3 separate regions of the Mus musculus genome follow, and regions 1 and 2 are each linked to region 3. A link is a contact called in public Hi-C and HiChIP or PLAC-seq data. All regions are on one chromosome and are shown on one strand. Each heading gives the region's core, a stretch centred on a gene start, on an enhancer-like site or on the middle of the called end of the contact. The rest is flanking DNA. Distances are from core to core; before and after follow the strand shown. Region 1 has its middle 210 kb from the start of A330102I10Rik. Region 2 has its middle 230 kb from the start of A330102I10Rik. Region 3 overlaps Cdkal1 (CDK5 regulatory subunit associated protein 1-like 1).

Region 1 (3,881 bases), core at 83-2,582, 390 kb after region 3:
CTTTCCTGAGACGACTCAGATTGTGGGATAGCCCGCCTTTCTCTTGGCCTGCACAGTTTCACAGGGAACTGGAAGTGGATGAGCGCACAGAGCCACCCCTGGAGTGGCTGAACTGAAGGGAACCCCAAGCTAGAGAATCTGCTTCCTCATCACCAGAGAGGTGATCAGAGCTTGCTAGACACATCACTGGTGTACACCAGGATGCACCAAATGCCATACTTCTGCGTCTCGGTGCTTTCTTCTTCCTCTCACTTTCTCCACATCTGCTGCTCCCGCATCTTCCCTCCTCTCACCTCGTTTCCTTCTGTTCCCTTTGTGTCTCTCCTCTGTCCTTAGTGGAGATAAAAAAAATACAACTAGTACTACTATAAATATAAGGTATGCCAAACCATGTGTGTGAAGCTTGAACATATATCAGAATTAAACATAATTACAGTGCACATATATGTATGTGTATATACATATGTGTGTATATGTGTTCATATGTATTTGTATGTGTATGTGTGTTTATATGTATGTATACATATATGTGTATGTGTTTCTATGTCTTTATATGTGTGTCTCCATGTGTGTATATATGTGCGTATGTTTATATGCATGTACACATATGTGTGTATATATGTGTATGTGTTTCTATGTCTTTTTATGTGTGTGTTTACATGTGTATATATATGTATATATGTATGTTTATAGGTATGTGTTTATATGTATATACATATGTGTGTATGCATGTGCATATTTATTTATATGTGTGTATACACACACACACATGCACACTCTGAATGATTGATTGTATGGCATAAAGTTCCTCACTTTTGGTGAGTTAATTTTATTTTTCAGTGTTGGAAGATTTAACCCAGGGCCTTACAGGAGTCATGTATGGTATATTTCATTCCCCATCTCTCAGAAGTTCCTCTCTTAGTCTTTCACCTGTTTGTAAGACATCCACTCCCTACCCCTTTTTGTTTTTTCTTGGAATGAGTCCTACCCTGTCTGTCTCCTTTGCAGCCCTGGCATTCCTGCTGCACTCAGACAAGCTTCTGGAAGGGATGTGAACGGCAGCCATCCACCAGGGAAGGCAGCAGCCTGGAGCAGAGAACCTCCTCGGGAGCAGGCTCCCCTGTGCCTTTGCACTGAAGCAGATCCTTGACTTTGCAGTGAGGGCTGGGTTTCCCCCGCAGCAACTCCGAAAGCCATCTCTCCTCCTCCAGAGGGCCTCTGCTCTCAGCCACAGACTCATTTTTCTGAGGCAGCCGAGTTGCCAGCTCAGGGCATAGCATGGAGGGCCGGCTTGGTCTGTGCTTTGTCTCTTCTGTCACCGCAAATGAACCAGAAAATTCTCTGAAGGGACAGGCCCCAGCAGATAGAGGCTTGATTTCTTTTGTGTGCGCACGTGTGTTGTGCCTAAGAAATCATTATCCAGCCTTGGATGGGGTCATTTTCTTCTCTCTTTCAGGACAGCGCTATAAATTTAATTATTTGGTCACTGCCACTTTAATTAAAAAGGCCTCTCCCTAGAGGTTTCCTTTTGAAATTTCCAGGAGATTAGGATTATCCATGACATGTCAGCACTTTTTTTATATCCATATAGTATATGGTTCCTATAGTAATATAAAAATGAAATACTGAGATATGAGAAGCTAATCATAGCCTACATTTCTCTCCTAATAATCCCAGATTACATTAATCATAAATGTCGGCCACATCTCGAGATGACTTCTTGACTTTTGACAAAAAGCCTTCATTTTGGCCCTTTAAATTCCAAAGTCAAGGAGAATGTAACATTCAGAATAATTATTAGCATTATTTTACTTTGACATTTCACCCCTGCCTCTAGTTTAACATTCCACCCAGGCAGCGAAGATGAATGTCATCTTCCGACTCACTGGAGGGAATTGCCCCAATTAAACCTGACTTAAAGGCTATTGGAAATGCTGTATTAATTTGCCGTCCTTCTTTAACATAGAAAATATCTCATGAAGGAGAAGAATTTTCATTAAAACCATTAAGGATTTACCATGACATGAACAAGCAGGTTTTTTGAATTGACTTTTTCTCCTCCTCGGGCTAGCATAATAATCAGTGTGTACTTGGTCAGACCAGGGTCTCCCTGCTGGCACACAGCCCGTCAGGACTCCTCTTCTTCTTGTCCTTGCAGCTCAAAGGTCATCGTTATGGTTTTGTTCCTTCTAAAATGATTAGAGGTGTCTTTCAGAAATCCCGGTCTTCCCAGGGAGCAGAGCTGCCGAAGGGAACAACAGTTCCTGGATTACACCTTCTTGCCCTGCAACTATCCCAGCACACAAAAAGTGAGGCTATTTATTGAGGAATGCTCTGTATTTTTTGTTCTTTGGGTTTGTTTGTTTGTTTTGCTTTTTTTTAAAGCCTCTAGTCCCACCTTTGTTATTTAAGATGGAGGGATGATCTGGCTTCTAAAACATACAAACAGTGAACACTCGTCCAAACAGTATCCAACTCACTCTTTAATGTGTCTCCAGTTCCTCAAAATGAAGTTAGATTGATTCTCATAATTCATCCTCATAATGCATAGAGATCCAGGTGAGGTTTGACCTCGAGTTGGGCAACTCTCTTCTGAGCGCTCCCTTCTTTGAGTATCCTGCAGTGAACTTTCTCCCAGAACCTAAAGACCAAAGGAACAATATAGCCTGTGCTCCCTGGAAGGCTATGTGCCCGTGGATCCTTCATCTGTGAAGTGGGTGCTAATACTGTCAGATTGACAGAAGTAGTAAATGAAATGGTAAGTGTTTAAGCTCTGGATCCAGGCCTGACCAAGTTTGTGTCTTTCCAACCACTCAGAAGTGGACCAAAGCAAACCCTCCTACTTGGCATCATCTTCTGGCATTTGCTTTGAGTTGCAGGGCAAGCTGTGAACATGTAGTTCTCTGTGAGTATGAGGTGCAGCTGGGTCTGGGTTGTTCGTTTTGCAGCTGTCAGTGGGGAAGCTGTGGGAACATGGCTTCTTCTTTGGAAGCCAGACAGAGTTCCTAACCCCATCTTGCTTGAACCAGTGGTGTTTCTATTTTGTCAACTCATCTTGATTTGCCCCTTGGATGTTTGTCTGATTGGATGGCACTTCTGGACCTGGATAACCTGTGTTGTACTGACACCTATGTTGCACCTTTGCCTTTCCTGTTGACCTTGGCCAGTGTCTCTTCAACTTGTGCTGTCCTCTGTGCCTGTATCAACCTGCCCCATTGTCCCATTCCTGTGGCTGCTGGCTGGACATGGAATCCATCCATCCCCGTGCAGTCTAGGCTGGTTCTTGATTCCACTCTCACAAGTAAGTCCTCTCCTCACTAACACCTGCCTCTCAGTGCTTCTTGATGTCTTTACCAGAAGGAACTTAATATCGCTTTGCATCTGGGCATGTCTGAACATCATCCTAGAAGGAATACTTCTTTCCTATTGCTAAACTCTCAGATAAACAAACAAAATATTAAAATATTTCAGATATACAAAAAAATCAGATAATAAGTTGACAGCCATCATAATCATGATGTCTGGTTGTGTCCCCTTAAGTTCACCTTGATCCTCAAATTCACATATTAAGGGGAGTTTTGAGTGTGATTTAAGATTAGATGTTGTTTATAATTTTTTTCTGGGGGGAGTGATTCAAATAAATATCTGTGTATTTATCTGTAGGCACTGATGATGAACTAGAGAGACAATTCCAACCAAGTCTAGCTTAGCTTGATAAAGCAGTGAGTTTCCTGGGGTTCTTTTCAGAGGTGACTCAAGTAGACACATCACTGAAAAGCCCACCACAGCATGCATGATAATTTACAGAAGCTGCAACTCTGAAGTGCCCTCCCCATTTCAAAGGCAACTCCACTAGAGAGCCTCTACTCCTGGGAATTATT
Region 2 (4,126 bases), core at 1,455-3,954, 360 kb after region 3:
ACAACTGGTTGTTATCATGTAGAAGAATGCGAATCGATCCATACTTATCTCCTTGTACTAAGGTCAAATCTAAGTGGATCAAGGAACTTCACATAAAACCAGAGACACTGAAACTTATAGAGGAGAAAGTGGGGAAAAGCCTTGAAGATATGGGCACAGGGGAAAAATTCCTGAACAGAACAGCAATGGCTTGTGCTGTAAGATCGAGAATTGACAAATGGGACCTAATGAAACTCCAAAGTTTCTGCAAGGCAAAAGACACTGTCTATAAGACAAAAAGACCACCAACAGACTGGGAAAGGATCTTTACCTATCCTAAATCAGATAGGGGACTAATATCCAACATATATAAAGAACTCAAGAAGGTGGACCTCAGAAAATCAAATAACCCCCTTAAAAAATGGGGCTCAGAACTGAACAAAGAATTCTCACCTGAGGAATACCGAATGGCAGAGAAGCACCTGAAAAAATGTTCAACATCCTTAATCATCAGGGAAATGCAAATCAAAACAACCCTGAGATTCCACCTCACACCAGTGAGAATGGCTAAGATCAAAAATTCAGGTGACAGCAGATGCTGGCGAGGATGTGGAGAAAGAGGAACACTCCTCCATTGTTGGTGGGATTGCAGGCTTGTACAACCACTCTGGAAATCAGTCTGGCGGTTCCTCAGAAAATTGGACATAGTACTACCGGAGGATCCAGCAATACCTCTCCTGGGCATATATCCAGAAGAAGCCCCAACTGGTAAGAAGGACACATGCTCCACTATGTTCATAGCAGCCTTATTTATAATAGCCAGAAACTGGAAAGAACCCAGATGCCCCTCAACAGAGGAATGGATACAGAAAATGTGGTACATCTACACAATGGAGTACTACTCAGCTATTAAAAAGAATGAATTTATGAAATTCCTAGCCAAATGGATGGACCTGGAGAGCATCATCCTGAGTGAGGTAACACAATCACAAAGGAACTCACACAATATGTACTCACTGATAAGTGGATACTAGCCCAAAACCTAGGATACCCACGATATAAGATACAATTTCCTAAACACATGAAACTCAAGAAAAATGAAGACTGAAGTGTGGACACTATGCCCCTCCTTAGAAGTGGGAACAAAACACCCATGGAAGGAGTTACAGAAACAAAGTTTGGAGCTGAGATGAAAGGATGGACCATGTAGAGACTGCCATATCCAGGGATCCACCCCATAATCAGCATCCAAACGCTGACACCATTGCATATACTAGCAAGATTTTATCGAAAGGACCCAGATGTAGCTGTCTCTTGTGAGACTATGCCGGGGCCTAGCAAACACAGAAGTGGATGCTCACAGTCAGCTAATGGATGGATCACAGGGCTCCCAATGGAGGAGCTAGAGAAAGTACCCAAGGAGCTAAAGGGATCTTCAACCCTATAGGTGGAACAACATTATGAACTAACCAGTACCCCTGAGCTCTTGACTCTAGCTGCATATGTATCAAAAGATGGCCTAGTCGGCCATCACTGGAAAGAGAGGCCCATTGGACACGCAGACTTTGTGTGCCCCGGTACAGGGGAACGCCAGGGCCAAAGGGGGGGAGTGGGTGGGTAGGGGAGTGGGGGTGGGTGGGTAAGGGGGACTTTTGGCATAGCATTGGAAATGTAAATGAGCTAAATACCTAATAAAAAAAAATGAAAAAAAAAAAAAAATAAAAGCACAACATGAATCTGAAAAGTAGTAGTTGCTCAGTTCATCTTCTGTCATTACATTTTAAAAATGTTTTAAATGTTCTATGTCTGTAAGGGAGTATGTGTGTGTTAGTGCTGGTTCTCGGGCAGGTAAGAGGAAGGTGCTGGGTCTTCTGGAGCTGGGGTGACAGGTGGTCGAGTCATCTGATGTGGGTCCTGGAAACCAAACCAAGGTCCTCCCCATGAGTAGCAAGTGCTCTTAACTGCTGAGCTACCTCTCCTTTGTTTTGGAAGCATTGGGAACACTCTCTGTCACAGAGCCCAGAATATTTCCCAATACATCACAAGGGCTTGGGGGGGGGTGGTGGTTAATGACTCTGGTGTATACTGACTTTTGTGTCATAGCTTGCTAAGTACTTACATTTTTATTTAAGACATGTCCAGAAGGGCTGAGCCCACGAGGGTTCTCTCTGCTTCCTCTGGACCAAGACATAGAGTAGCATGACATACCCGTAGGTTCCTCCAGAGTCCAGCTCTTTATAGAGAAGACGGCATTCATTAGCATTTCTGCTGTGCTAGCAGGAAGCTAGCAGGGAGCTCACTCCACTAACATATGAAAACGAAGCATTTCTCAGTTGTATTTATGCACAGGAGACTCAACAGCTGTCATTATTCATCATAATTCCCAAGCAGGCTGACTGCATGGTAAGTTAGTTACATTCACGCAAAAGTATTGGAGCCAAGTTGTCCATAGTCTTTTATGGTAAGGGTGCCATGGCTGGACACGGGAGATTGGGTGGCTGAGGGTTCTGCGGGCTGAGCAGACTTGATGTCCAGCATGCCCTGGTGGTCTCTAACTTTTCAGTACATTTGCTTTTCTCTGCTCCTGGTGCCTCGTGTCTCCTAGATTCTCGCCCTGTTTTTTTTTTTTTTTTTTCCCCTCCTTCAATCACAGAGAATTAATGGCCCAGAGGATTCCAGTATGACCTCGCCCTAACCTCACTTACAAACTCTGCAGTGACCTCATTTCTAAACAGTGTCACATGTGGAGATGTTGAGAGTTAGGAATTTCATCATATCTTCTGTGGGGAAGGGATGGACTCAGATCAACCAATAAAACTTGCTTGATCTGTATTTCCTTGCCCAGAAACTGAACTCAGCCTTGGCTAAATCCCTAAGAGGAAAACATTTCAAGTATTGTTTGGGACTTGGGAGCTGCAAGCCTGACCCCTCATCTCATTACACACAGAAGGATTAGAGAAGGCCTCACACAAGTATCATTGATAAAATGATCACTCACTGAGTGGGGAGGCTGGGCCCAGTGTGCTGATTTGTCCCTTGAGTCCCTAGCTTTGGTGAGTTTGAGTTGCGGTGGCACTGTGTGCCTCAGCCCTTTCAAACACTAACAACACCATCTTGCTTCATCCCTGTGTATCTTCACCCAATAAGCTGAACTCCCCTTTCAGTTGTTTTAGTTAATAAACATGAAATCAATTCCGTATGTTTTTGCCAGCCACACACATTCAGCACTGGCAATCTTGTGCCATCTTCTGAGAGGAGGGGGTGTCCTTCCCCAGAACCGCTGTGGAGTTTAGGAGGTGTGAGCTCGGGGAGTTTGCTGTAAGAAGCACTCACAAGCCTTTCTCTGCGCCTGCTAGAATGTTCCATCTCACGTCTGAGGGCAAGCGCTCCTCCGTGAGTTCAGTTAAGGTGACAGCTCTGGGACAGATGGTCAAAGTGGGAGAGGCAATGAAGGCACCTTAGTCATGGCAGATGAATATCTGGACCACGTGTGGAGGTGCTGCTCCCACATCTGGACTGCCTGAGTTGCAGTTTCATGGCAGGGTTCCTTGTCTTTAGCTGCAGTGGAAGGATGATTCCCTGATACAGGGTCACCATGCTTACTCTTAGTACTAGAGATGCCAATAGTGCCACCTTCCTTCTTTAAAAAACAAAAGAGAAACACAACTAGTTCCTGAGAGCCAGTGACTAGCTACAGCTGGAGCATGACTGCCCATGGTCCATGTAATCTAAGGATAAGGGAAAATACTACAATTCACTCATAAATGCACACACCGCCATACTGGATTTTGTGTTGCTTGTAATATTTTGTAACATTTTCTCCTTAGCTATTAGTATTTTCTTAGGCTGCTAATTGGTCTTCTAATGGTTTTTCAAAACTATCATATATCGTCTTAATATATGGTTGTTATATAATTATTCTAATATAATTATTAGGCATTGGGCCTGTGTCCAGTTTTTCTGTAATAGATAATGCTTTCCTCCTTGCAACGGATAGTATGTGTTCTCAGGTCTGGCTTTGTTGTGTTCTTTCCCCTTCTTTTTGCTTATTACATGTGTATTCACTCAGCAACAGCAGTTTCAGGTTGTTCAGTTGAGCTATGTTAAGCACTTAGATTCTTTGTTCTCATTCATGAAATAGTTTCGG
Region 3 (4,197 bases), core at 43-2,542:
GGAGCCTGAGGCAGTGAGGGTTTGGGGTCCAGGCTGAGTACTGGTGCAGGTAATCTTGTCTGAGGATGCTTTTCAGAGTCCGTAGCAGAGCATCTACCTCTTTAATGTACTACACCACTTTAGAACTTAGCTGAAATAACAACAAATTGTACTGGTACTATGTGTATGGTTGACATTCATGTATCAGTATTCTCATTTTAACCATTTCTTAATTCTTTGGGGGGAAAAAAAGAGCAATTTTAATTTCCCAAGGCTTGAATTTACATCTGAGTATCTTTGCGCAGAGGCTTATGGGGAGGATCAAGTCATAGGGATCTTGTTATTGGATCGACTGCCTGCTTTCAGGTCAGTTTCCCAACTAATGCATGGGTGTGGCCATCCTCATTCCACTTTTCTAGAGAAGAGACCCTGGCACAGACTGAGAGAGAAGCCATAATCTCAGAATCTGACTTTATAATCTGAGCCTGCCCTGTCCTCTCTGCTCATGTTCTGTCCATAGTAGCAAAGCCACTCAGGATGCTCCTGGGGTGTTTGCAGGCACATTTTCTCCATCCCTATCTAAACTCCTATGGGCAGAAGCTCTGTAATTACCTGTCAGCTGGAATAGTGTTTAATCACCCTGAATTCACGGAGATTCACTAACGTAAGAGGAGAACATGCCTGGAGAGCAGGCAGTGATGCTTATAGGCACCCCCTTGAATAACCCAGGAAGAAAACTAGCCAGTCTCTTTAATTTTCAGCCAAGTCTTGCTTATGTGTAGTAAACAAGGCTGTTTTGATTTTGCCACTTATTACTGCAATGAGGGGATTGTATTCTGACCTGCACATGCAAGCTGGTCAATGCCGGCACCGCTGATAGTTTTAAGTGAGGAGTCCCCTTCCTCCTGGGTGGAAATGGGTCTCAGCATCTCCCACAGCAGTGACTGCAATGGTGGTGAAATCTGCAAGTCTCTCTTCCTTATTTATTGGATCTGGCCTCCACTGATAACACTACATTTTTGCCCCACTCTGCAGTTATATTAGACCCTTAAACTTAGACTCTTTGTACTTCATCATTGTAATTTACACACTGGGCTGGGACATTCCCTTCAAGACAGTTTGTCTTGTGCCTCCAGCTGCTCCCCAATAGCCATTGTGCTGAATAAGCACTTAGTTCAGTATGTCCTTGATACAATTAATGCAGGCATCTGCAGAAGCGGCCTCGGCAGCAGCAGCTGCACTGCCTTATGGAAGCCAACTTCTGCTTAGCATTGTGATAAAAGAAATAGTTTGGAGCTGAAGCTAATGTTGGCTTATTTTTAGCATAAAGAGAGTTGCACCTGCCAGGGCTGGGAGAGGCCTGAGGTTTGTTGATTACAAGGTCTTGTTAGTGCCATTGTTATTGGTAAAATGGGCATGATGTCATCCTCAGGAAACCGAATTGGCACCCCGTCGAGTGACAAATAATTTACTCTCTGTGGTTTTAGCAGCATGGGCCTTGTGTTCTGAGGAGTGGAGTGCCGGAGTTTTCACAGTTGAGTGCTGGGGCACTGCAGAGGTGTGCGACAGTGAGAGGAATTGATACTCGCTGGTAATCAGCATGCATAGCAATGGCCAAGGTGTAATGAAACATAAGTGCACAGTTAGGGTACCAGGTGGGGCCCTGGGGCTTCGCATGCACTGAGACCACAGCGAGCAGCCCAGCAGCACCATGTGGCAGATCCTCGATTTCTCATTAATCCTTCTGTCCCCTAAGTCAGGGCCCCATTGACTTTAAACAGCACTTCATCTGTTCAGTGTCTCCTCTCAGCAGTGGATGGAGGTGATGTCATTCATGATCGCGGCTGTCTGCAATTTATTAAAATAAATCATCACTCTGATTTTGTTTGGGAGTGATGCTCGCCATCCTTAGTGGCAGTCACGTGACTAGTCAGTCTAAACTGCTTACCATTGCAATAGTTATTTTAACAAAGCAGAGCAGCTGCTTATTTAAATCAGCCAAATGATCTTTGGCCTTTGAAACAACTTACAAATTAAAGTATGATATACATGTAAAAGAGTTAATAGCTACTAAAATGTATTTTCTTTGCTTATTTAAAAACTGTATTGTATTTATAGAAGCTGATGCGGCTTTTGCTTTATGCATCACCAAGATTCTCTTTCTGGCATGTTTCAGAATGAGAGACCAGTGAAGGAAGTGTGCCACGAATGCCACTGGGCTGCATACTAAAGAATGGCTGAAATACTAAAAGAGACAGAGTGCCCGAGGTCTGTGGCGTGAGGAAGTATGTTTAGAGCTTGCTGAAGGACTTAACTAGTGTTAGGGCAGCACAGGGAAGGCCCGCAGAGAGCTCCCATCTGGCTGCTTTGGTTGTGATTGGAAGGCACTGCATCTGCCCTGTAGAACACAAACAGTGTTAGTAAAGACTTTCCTCATCACTGAGTTTTCTAGGCTACATACAGCATGACGACGTGCGGTATCTCAGGATACTCTAGGTTGGACTCTAGAGCCGTGACTGTATCTTAATACCATCGGCTTAGTGACTTTACCCACAGAAGTAACCCTCCTGGATTTTGTCGTGTGATACTCTGAATGCTCTGAAAATGGAAAGTGGCCTATATGAATGCCCAGCGATGTGGTGCTGAGGATGGGAGAGCTTTTCTGTTGGTGTCATAGCTGCTGTCTCTTTTCCCACTGGACTCCCACCTCTTGTCCAGACACATTTAAAATGCCCAACTGAATTTCCCACGTTTGTTTTGAATATGCCTACTAGGAGGTAAATTCACGTTGGTCTGCTCTTTTGTTTCTCTTTATTCATGTAGGCCTGGGAAGTGCTTGAGATCCTCATTGTTGCAGTAGGAGTAAATAATGTGGTGGTGGACAAAAACCACACCAGCAGCTCTTTCTCTATCTCCTGAAGTTTGTTCATTTGTGTTGAGATCCCAGTAGAAATATCCCAGGAGAATATTTCTATTCATCAGCAAGCATTTGCAAGATCCCATTGCTAGTCAAGCAGGCTGTGAGGTCTGCTTGCACATATGGTTCTAAGCAAGTACCTATTCAACAAGCAGCAGTCTTCTCATCTGAACCTTGGAGTCGCAATTCTGGATGCTGTGGTGTTCCTATGGAGCAGGTGAGTGCTGTGCCTCATGCTTACCAACCAGTTCTGTGGCACATAAACGCTTATCTTACCTTCAAAGACATCACTACACAGGAACAGTAGATGAAAGCCACCATCATTTCTCCTTTTTAAAGATGCCCATGTACCCACAGGTTGTAGACTCGAAATTTCAGGTGACTGAAAGGAATTAGCCAATTGCGTGACTATCTGGGCTCTCTTCTCTTGGTGATTATTTTTAAACCTGTGGTATAAAATTCATAGGATTAAAGGAAAATATTATTATCAATACAAAGAATATCTTCATAACATAGCTTCTTCTACATTAAATAACAAAATATATCTGGTTCTAATATATCCATATATTTAAAGCAGTATATAATACTTCAGATAATCTGGAAAGAGGGCAGCATGATATGAGAGAATATTTAATCTCTTATAGGAAAAATATTACAGGTACTTTGAATACATATAAAAGCTTGTTGCCTATGTTCTGAACTGTAGAATTTCAATAAGTGGTAACAGAAAACAGACTGGATGCTTTTTCCAATCCAAGGGCAGGTTTTTTTCTCAGTTGTATACATGCATGATTTCTTGTTGGTACACAGGGAAGGTGTACACTTCTACTTTTCTTAGTGAAGAAGACACAGTTATCACAATGGCAGAAAACTGATCTGTAAACCGAGTTAGCAGCGTCAAGAATATAGGTCCTGGTAATCAAACTGCTTGAGAGTGCTTGCTCTCTTGGTAAGCAAGATCAGACTAGCAGGCTTAGGTTGTCCTGGCCCTTGCCTGAGACTCCTAGTTGGGAGTCATCCTTCATTGCTACCCGCGTTAGACATTTCTGAATCATGTGACAAAATATGTAAGAGGAAAAAGTTATTGTACTCATTACTTCCCAGGTTTCCTTCAATGATGCTCGACTTAGTTGTTGCCAGTCAGTCAGTTGATGCGACCACTTGAGTAGCAGAGAAAGCTGCCTAGACTTTTGGTGTCTGGAAGGATATGGGGCTGAGGTCCCAATATCCTGCGATCATGCCCCTAACTAACTTTCCCCTTGAGGCCCCACCTCCCAAGGTTCCCCACCCCTCACAATAAC

Evidence for each region. A called contact is a pair of places that touch in the nucleus more often than the background predicts. HiChIP or PLAC-seq counts read pairs in DNA pulled down with a chosen protein or histone mark.
Region 1: a contact with region 3 is called in an H3K4me3 HiChIP or PLAC-seq map of embryonic basal ganglia, with 4 times the contacts expected there. The contact joins two enhancer-like sites. A contact is called at or near these places in 3 of 484 Hi-C or Micro-C datasets (the AML12 cell line, the N1E-115 cell line and nephron progenitors), 1 of 115 datasets of contacts at active chromatin or transcription factors (embryonic basal ganglia) and 1 of 9 other capture datasets (embryonic tail).
Region 2: a Hi-C map of uterus shows a contact between it and region 3. The contact joins two enhancer-like sites. A contact is called at or near these places in 2 of 484 Hi-C or Micro-C datasets (both in uterus) and 1 of 115 datasets of contacts at active chromatin or transcription factors (embryonic basal ganglia).

What each region holds. Positions count from the first base shown.
Region 1 is chr13:29,219,867-29,223,747 of GRCm38.p6, reverse strand. It overlaps a transcript of Cdkal1 not described here. Among named protein-coding and RNA genes, the nearest start is that of A330102I10Rik, 210 kb to the right of the region's middle. Within about 2 kb of position 1,332, at least 52 of the 459 cell types and tissues checked have an H3K27ac peak or open chromatin away from gene starts, as enhancers often do. A contact at or near this core is called in embryonic basal ganglia, where this site is marked.
Region 2 is chr13:29,246,624-29,250,749 of GRCm38.p6, reverse strand. It overlaps a transcript of Cdkal1 not described here. Among named protein-coding and RNA genes, the nearest start is that of A330102I10Rik, 230 kb to the right of the region's middle. Within about 2 kb of position 2,704, at least 31 of the 459 cell types and tissues checked have an H3K27ac peak or open chromatin away from gene starts, as enhancers often do. A contact at or near this core is called in uterus, where this site is marked.
Region 3 is chr13:29,607,691-29,611,887 of GRCm38.p6, reverse strand. All of the region lies in intron 9 of Cdkal1 (CDK5 regulatory subunit associated protein 1-like 1), which reads left to right. Among named protein-coding and RNA genes, the nearest start is that of Cdkal1, 250 kb to the left of the region's middle. Within about 2 kb of position 1,292, at least 64 of the 459 cell types and tissues checked have an H3K27ac peak or open chromatin away from gene starts, as enhancers often do. A contact at or near this core is called in embryonic basal ganglia and uterus, where this site is marked.